Regions from separate parts of the Sus scrofa genome. Here region 2 is linked to region 1. A link is a contact called in public Hi-C data. All regions are on one chromosome and are shown on one strand. Each heading gives the region's core, a stretch centred on a gene start, on an enhancer-like site or on the middle of the called end of the contact. The rest is flanking DNA. Distances are from core to core; before and after follow the strand shown. Region 1 overlaps LOC106504762 (a long non-coding RNA gene). Region 2 holds the start of CDC16 (cell division cycle 16).

Region 1 (4,225 bases), core at 880-3,379:
TGAGCTGTGGTGTAGGTCACAGACACAGCTTGGATCCCGCGTAGCTGTGGCCCTGGCGTAGGCTGGTGGCTACAGCTCCGATTAGACCCCTAGCCTGAGAACCTCCATATGCCGCAGGAGCGGCCCCAGAAAAGGCAAAAAAAAAAAAAAAAAGACAATAAAATAAAATAAAATACTCATGCATCAAAAGACATTATCAAGAAAGTGAAAAGACAACCTACAGCATAGTGTAAACTATTTGCAAATCACATCTCGAATGAGGGTTTAATCTCCAAACTTAACAAAACTTACAACTCCACAACACAAACACCTCAGTGTTTTAAATGGGAAGAGAATTTGAATCAAGATTTTCTCCAAAGAAGATATAAAAATGGCCAACAAGCACATGAAAAGATGTTCAATATCATGAGTTATTAAGGGAATGCTTATCAAAACCATAATGAGGGAGTTCCCACTGTGGCTCAGCAGGTTACGAACCCAACTAGTGTCCATGAGGATGTGGGTTTGATCCCTGGCCTCGCTCAGTGGGATAAGGATCCAGTGTCTCCATAAGCTGCGGTGCAGGTCGCAGATGTGGCTCGGAGTCCGCAGTGATGTGGCTGGGCTGCAGGCCAGCAGCCGCAGTTCTGCTGGACCTCTCACCTGGGAACGTGCATATGCCACAGGTGCAGCCCTAAAAAGCAAAAAGCAAAACCAAAACACCAACAAAAACGCTGTGGGATACTACCATATATCCACAAGGATGGTTGTGACTTTTTTTAGAGCAAAACAAGGTGAAAATGTAGAGAACTAGGACTCCTCACACATTGCTGGTAGAAAAGTTAAGTGATGCAGCTGCTGTGGGAAACAGTTTGGTGGCTCCTAAAAAAATTACATGTACAATGATCTTGTGACCCAGCACTTCAGCTCCTAGGTGTACATCCAAGGGAAACGAAGCGTAAGTCCACACGGAAACTTGCACACGAATGTTCACAGCAGTCAAACCTAGAAACGACGCCAACGTCCCGCAGGTGAGCGGATAGACAAAGTACGGTATGACCCCGCAAGGAGAGCGTGTTCAGCCACAAGGAATGGAGTAGGAGACCTGTGCTACAAACCGTATGACCCCTGAAGACCTCATGCTCAGTGAAAGAAGCTGGACACAGAAGGTCACACATCGTAGTGACCTTCTACATGAAATGCCCGGGGCAGGCCAGTCCTCTGGGACAGAGTGCTGGTCGGTGGTCATCTGGGGTTGGGGTGCAGGGAGGGATTAGTAAAGGTTTGGGGCGTTTTTCCAGGGTGAGTGTTTTGAAAACATTTTAAACTAGAGACATGTAAGTGCACGTACACTTTAAATGGTTGTTTGTTATGCAAAGTTTACCTCAATAAATAAAAGTAAAAAGAAAGCCTTAGGTTTATGAGCGAGTCTGTCTCTACACGGTGATGGCAGCTTATCAGCTTATCGCGGTTATTTCAGTGCACAGACCAAACCACCGACACCTGCCTCCCCTTCCTGCCCCTCCTCCGGCTTCATGGCCCATCAGAGCCGGCAGGGACCAGATTGGCCCTCGAGGCCGAGGTTGTTGAAGATGCTACAATTTGAATCTGCCCCCGCAACTCTTCTGACACCTGGCCATCTCCTGGGGATCGTCCCTGGGCCTTTGACCCCTGAGGCAAGGTCAGAGCTTGGCCCGAGTGTCACACTTACCATCCTGCCGACAAAGAGCCACCCCATCTCCTGTGGGGTCAACATACCTCCTGCACCTCACTCGACAGGGAGGCCGTCGGTTCCGTGACTGGGGCCAGTGTGGGTGGCCTGCTGTCTGGGCCGAGGCGGGGCAGCACTGACCCTTAGCCCGGAGCTGACCCTGAGTCTGGGGGCAGGACCCTGCAACCTGCACGGCGGTGCTTCCTCGGATCAGCAGTCCCCGCTTGCCCTCCTTCGCCCCCAGTCTGGGACTTTCAATGCCAGGGACTGGTGCTGGGCCTTCTGCCCCATTCCCTCCCCCACCCCCACCCCTGGGTGCTGTCCCGCACCCACAGGTGGCCCTCCTGCCTTCAGGGAGCACACGCGCCAGGCAGCCGCTGCTGCTCCAGTGAGACCTACAGTAATTACCGTGATGACTAAGTAGGTTTGGTCATGTGTGTATTTGCCAGAGTTTCCAGCTCCTGAGGCCAGCGTGGCGTCACATACTGACACCAGCCAGCAGCCCGAGGGCTCAGAGCCTTCGACGTCCAAGCTCGCCAGCCGCCCGGGGAGTCTCGGGGGCTGTTCACGCAGCCTGGTCCCCGTGGAGGAACGTGTACCCACAAAACTCTGGAGGTTCTTGGAACAGATGTTGCGAAACCTTAGCTCCAGATGTGGCTCAGGCAGTTACAGGGAAATGGGCCGTTTGTTTATCCTGCTAAGCGCTGCCTGTGGGTCGCGTGTCCCCGGGCAGAGGATGCGTGGGGCGGGTCCCTGCCAGACCTCAGGGCCTGCGCTGCAGTGCACCCGACTGGGTGGTGGGGGGGCTTCCAGGGCTTGATGGGGCACCAAGCAGGGTGGAACACTGGCGCAGGTGCAGGTGCAGGTGCAGGGCCCGCGGGTTTCCAGCTGTGCACGAGGAAAGGGGCGAGCAGGGCTGATGAAGGAAACGAAGGCCAGAGCTGGGGGCGACGGCCGGGAGCAGAGACCTGAGAAGGAGGAGCAGCAGGGGGCCCAGCCCCTCCAAGCGCCGGGCCGACAGCCTCCGAGACGCCTGCTCCTGGGCCTCCCAGCCTCGGTCTCACCTGTGAGCAGATACCAGAGGCTGCCCCACGAGGTCATGACACAGGAAGTGCTTTGGGCTCCTATCACCATGTGCCGGACACCCCTCCCCGCAGGAGCTTAGTGCCAGCTTCCCATGAGGGCTCTTGGCCTTGGTCCACTGTGCTCTGCGACCACGGATGCTAACGCTGAATGCCACACTCCCCAGGTCACCGTGCCCCACTGCTCTGGCCAGGACAGGGAACGGCTGCATGCCAAGGAGAGGCTGTGCTTGCTTAGGGAGCAGTCAGGGCCAAAGTCAGAAGGTGCTCAATCCTGGCCTGACTAGCCCGGCTGGAAAGACCCAATCGCCAACCAGACGCTGGGGCTCAGCCAAGCAAGGAGGCGGTCCCGCCCCAGGCCAGCAGCCTCCACTCCCCTTCCCCACCCCCCACTGCAGCCCGGGAACAGAGCCCGGGGAGGGGGACTGTGTCCCTGGGGGAAGTTCTACCCACCCCTGCCTGAGGCCCCCTGTGCCCCAGGCTGTGCCCCGCCAGGGAGGTGGGTCTGCCTGAGGGCCCTGCCCAGGTGGGAGCAGCACAGTTGGGAGGGGGGCACTGCTCCTGCCAGGCCGGGGTCCCCCATCAGCAAAGTGGATTCACAGGACAGACTGTCAAGCCAAAAAGGAATCCTTGGCCGTCTGGAGCCTTCGCATGGCTGGGATCAAGCTGCATTCTTTCCCCTTGAACATGATGTCTGCGAGACTCTCTTTGCAGCATCAGTAGTGAATCTAAGAGAGAAATGGAAGCCTGAACCTTATAAGCCGGGAGACTGTCTCTGGGGCCCTGAGACTGTTTCTCCCGTTAGAGGTCAAATCACAGTGAGACGAAGGTCACACATCAAAGTGACAGTTCACATAGTCCAACAGATGAGGAGCGAGCCCCCGACCCCTTACAGGACTGAGAAAAGAGGCGTTTATCCTCACCTCCTGAGGAGTTACCTTGTGGCGCCACGAAGGAACCGCTTTGGGGCTAAGTCGGCGTTCCTGTGTCCTGTGGGGGACCCAGCAGAAGTGTGGCGACACTCACAGAGCACACTGAAGGGGGGTGTGCCCAGGGGCAGAGAACACTTTGTGTCACACTTTTCTTGTCCTGCCTTCCCAGTAACTACTTCCCAGTAGCCACTCTTTTGGGGTAAGAGTTTGTGGGCGGGGTTGTCCAGGTGAGAGTTTGTGGGCGGGGTTGTCCAGGTGAGAGTTTGTGGGCGGGGTTGTCCAGGTGAGGCAGGATGGGGCCTTGTTCAGGGCAGGGCCATAGGATGAGAGAGAAGCCGCTCAGGCGGGAGGCGCATCTCTGGTGGGGTCCCTTACCTGGGGTCGGGATGCTCTCTGCAGGCTGCAGGGCGTTTGGCAGTGAGAGACTGTCGCTCTTCTGTGATTTCTTATCACTTTCCAGAAGTAAGCGAGTGTCACTGGTATGACCAGCGTCCACCTCCTTCTCCAATCCCACCCGAGCA
Region 2 (4,225 bases), core at 630-3,129, 150 kb after region 1:
AGCCACAACAGGAACTTCTCTTTGCACTCATTAATTGCATTTACATATTTACACGTTTCCTTCTGTTAGACTGAAGATTTAACATGTACAGAGATTGCTCTCTGAGGTGGCTTTCTGCAAGAGTGCACATAATGTCTTCGTCTTTGCACACATAACTGCTAGCACCATGTTGTGCACATTGAACTAAGTGAAACGTATTTGTCAAATAATGTTTCTTTTTACATTCAATTCATCAAAGAAGGGTTGTTGTGGGTGTTTTTTTAACAGCTTTATTGAGACATGTTTTACATACCATAAAATTTAAAGTGTAGACTTCAGTGGCTTTTAGTTTATTCACAGAGCTATGCAGCAACCACTGCAATCTGGTTTTTCGTTTGTTTGTTTGTTTTTGGCTACACCCCAGGTATATGGAAGTTCCTAGGCCAGGGATCAAGCCAACTTCACAGCTGTGACCTTGCCACAGCTGTGGCATTGCCAGGTCCTTAACCCACTGCACCACATGGGAACTCCCAATGCAATCTGGTTTTGATCACTGTCATCACCCTAAAAGAAATCTTCTACCTTTTAGTAGTCACTTCCCATCAGCCCAACCCCATTCCTCACTCCAGCCTCTGACAATTACTATTCAACTATCTCTATTAATTTGCCTATTCTGGATATTTCATATAAATAGTGTTAAAGAGAAAAATATTCAAATAACATTTGTAAAAGCACTATAAGGAAGATTTATTCAGAGGTGGGGAGCTATCAACACAGGTACAGGGACCACTGTGATGGAAATTTGCAGTGACGGATGTGAGACTTCAAGGCTTCTCCAAGGAGATAAAACTCAAAAGATAAGAATTGCCAGACCCTTATCATCCCACAACAAGGGAGAGATTGGGCTCAACTCAGAATGCAGCACAGGCAGGTGGGAATGCCCATCCAGGGAGCAGGGTGCTGGTCTTTGAGTGGAAAATTACTAAGAGGAAACCTGGGGTCGGGGGATTCTTCCTGAAGGCAGGCTGGGTGATCAGACATCACCCGGGAGGTTGTCAGGATGAGGAACCTACAGGGTGGGGGATTTTGGCTGAACTGACATCAGAATGCTTGCAAAAACTGAACAACGCAGAAAGGAACATGGAAGTCCAAAAAACAAGCCTCCTTGAAATGATTTAGGGAAGCCTGAGCAAACTTTGGTCAGTGATAGAATTGGTGTTCCTGGAACGACACAGAATACGAGGTCTCTCGTGATTGGCTCCTTCACTAAGCATAAGGTTCAAACGTGACATTTCATTCATTGTTGCTGAATAATATTCCATTGTATGGACCCAGGTTTTAACAGATCCACATCTTTTCGGTTCTTGTTTTTGATCAGCTACCGCTCCAGGAGGCTGCATTTTGCCAAAGGACAATCTGAAAGGACACTAGCCCTTGGCTGTACGGTCAGAGAGCTTCTACACCACGTGCCGGGACTCCGCGTGGGCGCTCACTTCACCGCACAACCAGCCTCTGAGGCTTTTATTGCCATTTTTACGAGAGAAGCACGAGTCACATTTAGATGCACTGAACCTGGGGGCGTGGCGGCCAAGCGCCCGACTCCGAAAGAGTTAATCAGAAATGGGCGCACTGACACGTCATTGGCTGCGCCTCCGCCGCGAAATGAGTCTCAGAGTAAAGGCGACTGCAGCCCCCAGGAACCCAGGCAACGCAAGGGCTAAGAGAACGCCACGGAACCTACGGCGCGACGCCCGTTTCCGGCGCCAGAGGGGGATGCGTTTGCGGCGGACTTCCGGGGCGGGGCTGGGTCGGGAGCGGAAGTTTCCCGGCGGCGCGCGCAGTCCGGCTGGGTTGGACAGGGTGTGAGGATCCGAGCGCGGGGTACGTCCGGCCGGCAGCCGGAAGGAGGGCGCGCGCCGGACCCTGGCCGTGCAGCCATGAACCTGGAGCGGCTGCGGAAGCGCGTCCGGCAGTACCTGGACCAGGTGGGCGGCCCGGGGCTCGTGAGGCAGCCCCTTGTACGCAGAGGAGGCTGCTATCGGCGTCTTGGTGGCGCGCAGCCCTGAGGGCCTGGGCTTTGGTTCAGAGTAAAGCTCCGGAAGGGAGGGCTCCGGCCCTCAGCCCTTTGCAGGCTGGAGGCAGAGGAATACTGAGCAGGAAGCCGCCTATGCGTCCGGCGAGTCTTGCACATGTTCAAGCCCCGCTCCGCAGCCTGCCCACCCGGGGCGCGTCGGTGCTCAGTACAAACTTCGTGCCAAGTGGAAGCTGAAGGATACTTTTAAGAGGAAAGTTTCGAGGTGGACTTTGAATTTAGCTAGCTCATAGAAAATATTTGAAAAGTTCAGTTGTAATTCTTACTTGGCCGAATTTAAGTGAATAGAGAGAAAAACGAATCTGTAGTCTCAGAATCAGTACTTTAAAAAGAAAAAGTTCAGTATAAACGGCACGTTCATTCCCTGCACTGCCCTCGAATGGACAGCAAACAGTGTTTAAGGGACAGAAGTGTTTCCAGAATCAGCAGCATCAGCTTAATACATGTTGTCATTTAGTTGTGTAAATCATGTTCTCCGAAAAAGTTGGAAACCAAGTAGGTGAGGGAAAAGCGTATTGTGTGAACTGTTCCGAACTGGATGTGAGATGTTGCTGTCAAATGTTCGAAGCATGCTGAAGGGCTGCATTTTGGTTAACTGTAAGTCAGCTGAGGTGAATAAATGTTTCCTGAGCACCTTTTCTCTTGCTCTGGGGATATAATGAGGAGTGAGACCAGCCTGGTTCCACCCTCCTGGCACTTAACGGCCCATAAGCATTTCTCCTCCTAGATTGACTGTCAGCAGAGGTCCTGGTTTGCATCCAGGAGGACTGAAGCAAAGACCGAGAACCATTGCTAATGGCTAGATATTACAAAAGGGTCATTGAAATTATCTGCTTTTTAGATACCTCCTGAGTTTATCCTGTTTTAGGTACGTTTTTGCAGTGTGTTGAGTTTTTTTTTTTTTTAAAGTACCTCCTTGAATTATTGATATCAAAGATTTTATAGTAATATTTTTATTGTATCATTGAACTAAAACTAACCTAGCTTAGATATAAGATAGAGATACAGTATGAGAGACCCCCTACTACATGTAAAAAAATTATTGTATTGACTTGTTGATTTATCTTGTAGCATTTAGATATCTGTGTAAAACTATTGAAATAACAGCAGTTTCCACCTTTTTTTGGATACAGCAACAGTATCAGAGTGCTCTATTTTGGGCAGATAAAGTAGCTTCACTTTCTCATGGTGAGTGACAAATTCAAAATTTTTTTTCCCCCTCATTTCTCTATCATTAAAAGTCTTCTTGCTTTACTTTGCACCTCTGACCATGTATGTGGTTTTTCCCTCCAGAGGAACCCCAGGACATTTACTGGTTGGCTCAGTGTCTTTACCTGACAGCGCAGTATCATAGAGCAGCTCATGCACTTCGGTCACGGAAACTGGACAAAGTAAGTGGTTGTATGAATCTTAAAGCTGTTTAAAGCTTTTCAAAGTGTCATTAGCATCATGTTTAGTTATGTGTTCTTTTTATGTCAAAGTATTTCCAAGGATTCAGTTTTTCTTGAATTATTGATATCAAAGATTTTATAGTAATATTTTTATTACTACATTTATTTACATTTATTAAATGTAAAGAGAAAACTTATTTACGTTTAATAAATGTAAAGAGAACATTTCTCTTTGTCCTGTCAGCACCATTGGTACATGTGGTGTGTATCTACTCTGCGGACCCCTGGCAGTTCCTTTGATGTGTGATGGTGACTCAGACTCAGTCCTGGAATGCTGACCAGTTCCTCGGTTACCCTCTCTCTTACAGATGTTCTCTTACTCAACTGACTCATATTTTCATAGTTTATGAAGGAAACTATATGCTGTGTTTATGTCTTCCCTGCTACAACCTCCTTGAGGGCAGATTCTGATTCCTTTTTGAATCCTTGGTGCCTATTAAGCAGTAGGCTCATGACAAATATGGGTTAAAAAAAACTAAATTTTTTTCTTTGCAAAGGTAAAAGGAGAAATTATGAAAATAGCTTTCTTCACTTTGTGCTTATAGTTTTCTTTTTGAGTAAAGATGCATGTTCTCTTGCTCGCTGTTTTAACAGATTATTTCTTTCCTAGTTGTATGAAGCGTGTCGCTACCTTGCAGCTAGATGCCATGTAAGTATATGCTCTCAGCTTTTTTGGTAAAGTTGTAATGATGTGACTGTTGTG

The links. A called contact is a pair of places that touch in the nucleus more often than the background predicts.
Region 2: a Hi-C map of blood shows a contact between it and region 1, with 2.1 times the contacts expected there. The contact joins the promoter of CDC16 here to the enhancer-like site in region 1. A contact is called at or near these places in 5 of 5 promoter capture datasets (fetal liver, fetal skeletal muscle, liver and 1 more), 12 of 47 Hi-C or Micro-C datasets (alveolar macrophages, blood, embryonic fibroblasts and 8 more) and 2 of 2 datasets of contacts at active chromatin or transcription factors (alveolar macrophages and skeletal muscle).

Annotation. Positions count from the first base shown.
Region 1 is chr11:78,929,847-78,934,071 of Sscrofa11.1, forward strand. It overlaps LOC106504762 (a long non-coding RNA gene), which reads right to left. Exons shown (of 5, transcript XR_002336799.1): 2 at 3,696-4,225. Among named protein-coding and RNA genes, the nearest start is that of GAS6, 51 kb to the left of the region's middle. Within about 2 kb of position 2,130, at least 18 of the 83 cell types and tissues checked have an H3K27ac peak or open chromatin away from gene starts, as enhancers often do. A contact at or near this core is called in subcutaneous adipose tissue, where this site is marked.
Region 2 is chr11:79,082,364-79,086,588 of Sscrofa11.1, forward strand. CDC16 (cell division cycle 16) reads left to right here and starts at 1,880. Exons shown (of 18, transcript NM_001278771.1): 1 at 1,880-1,964; 2 at 3,205-3,259; 3 at 3,365-3,462; 4 at 4,133-4,171. The coding sequence starts at 1,917.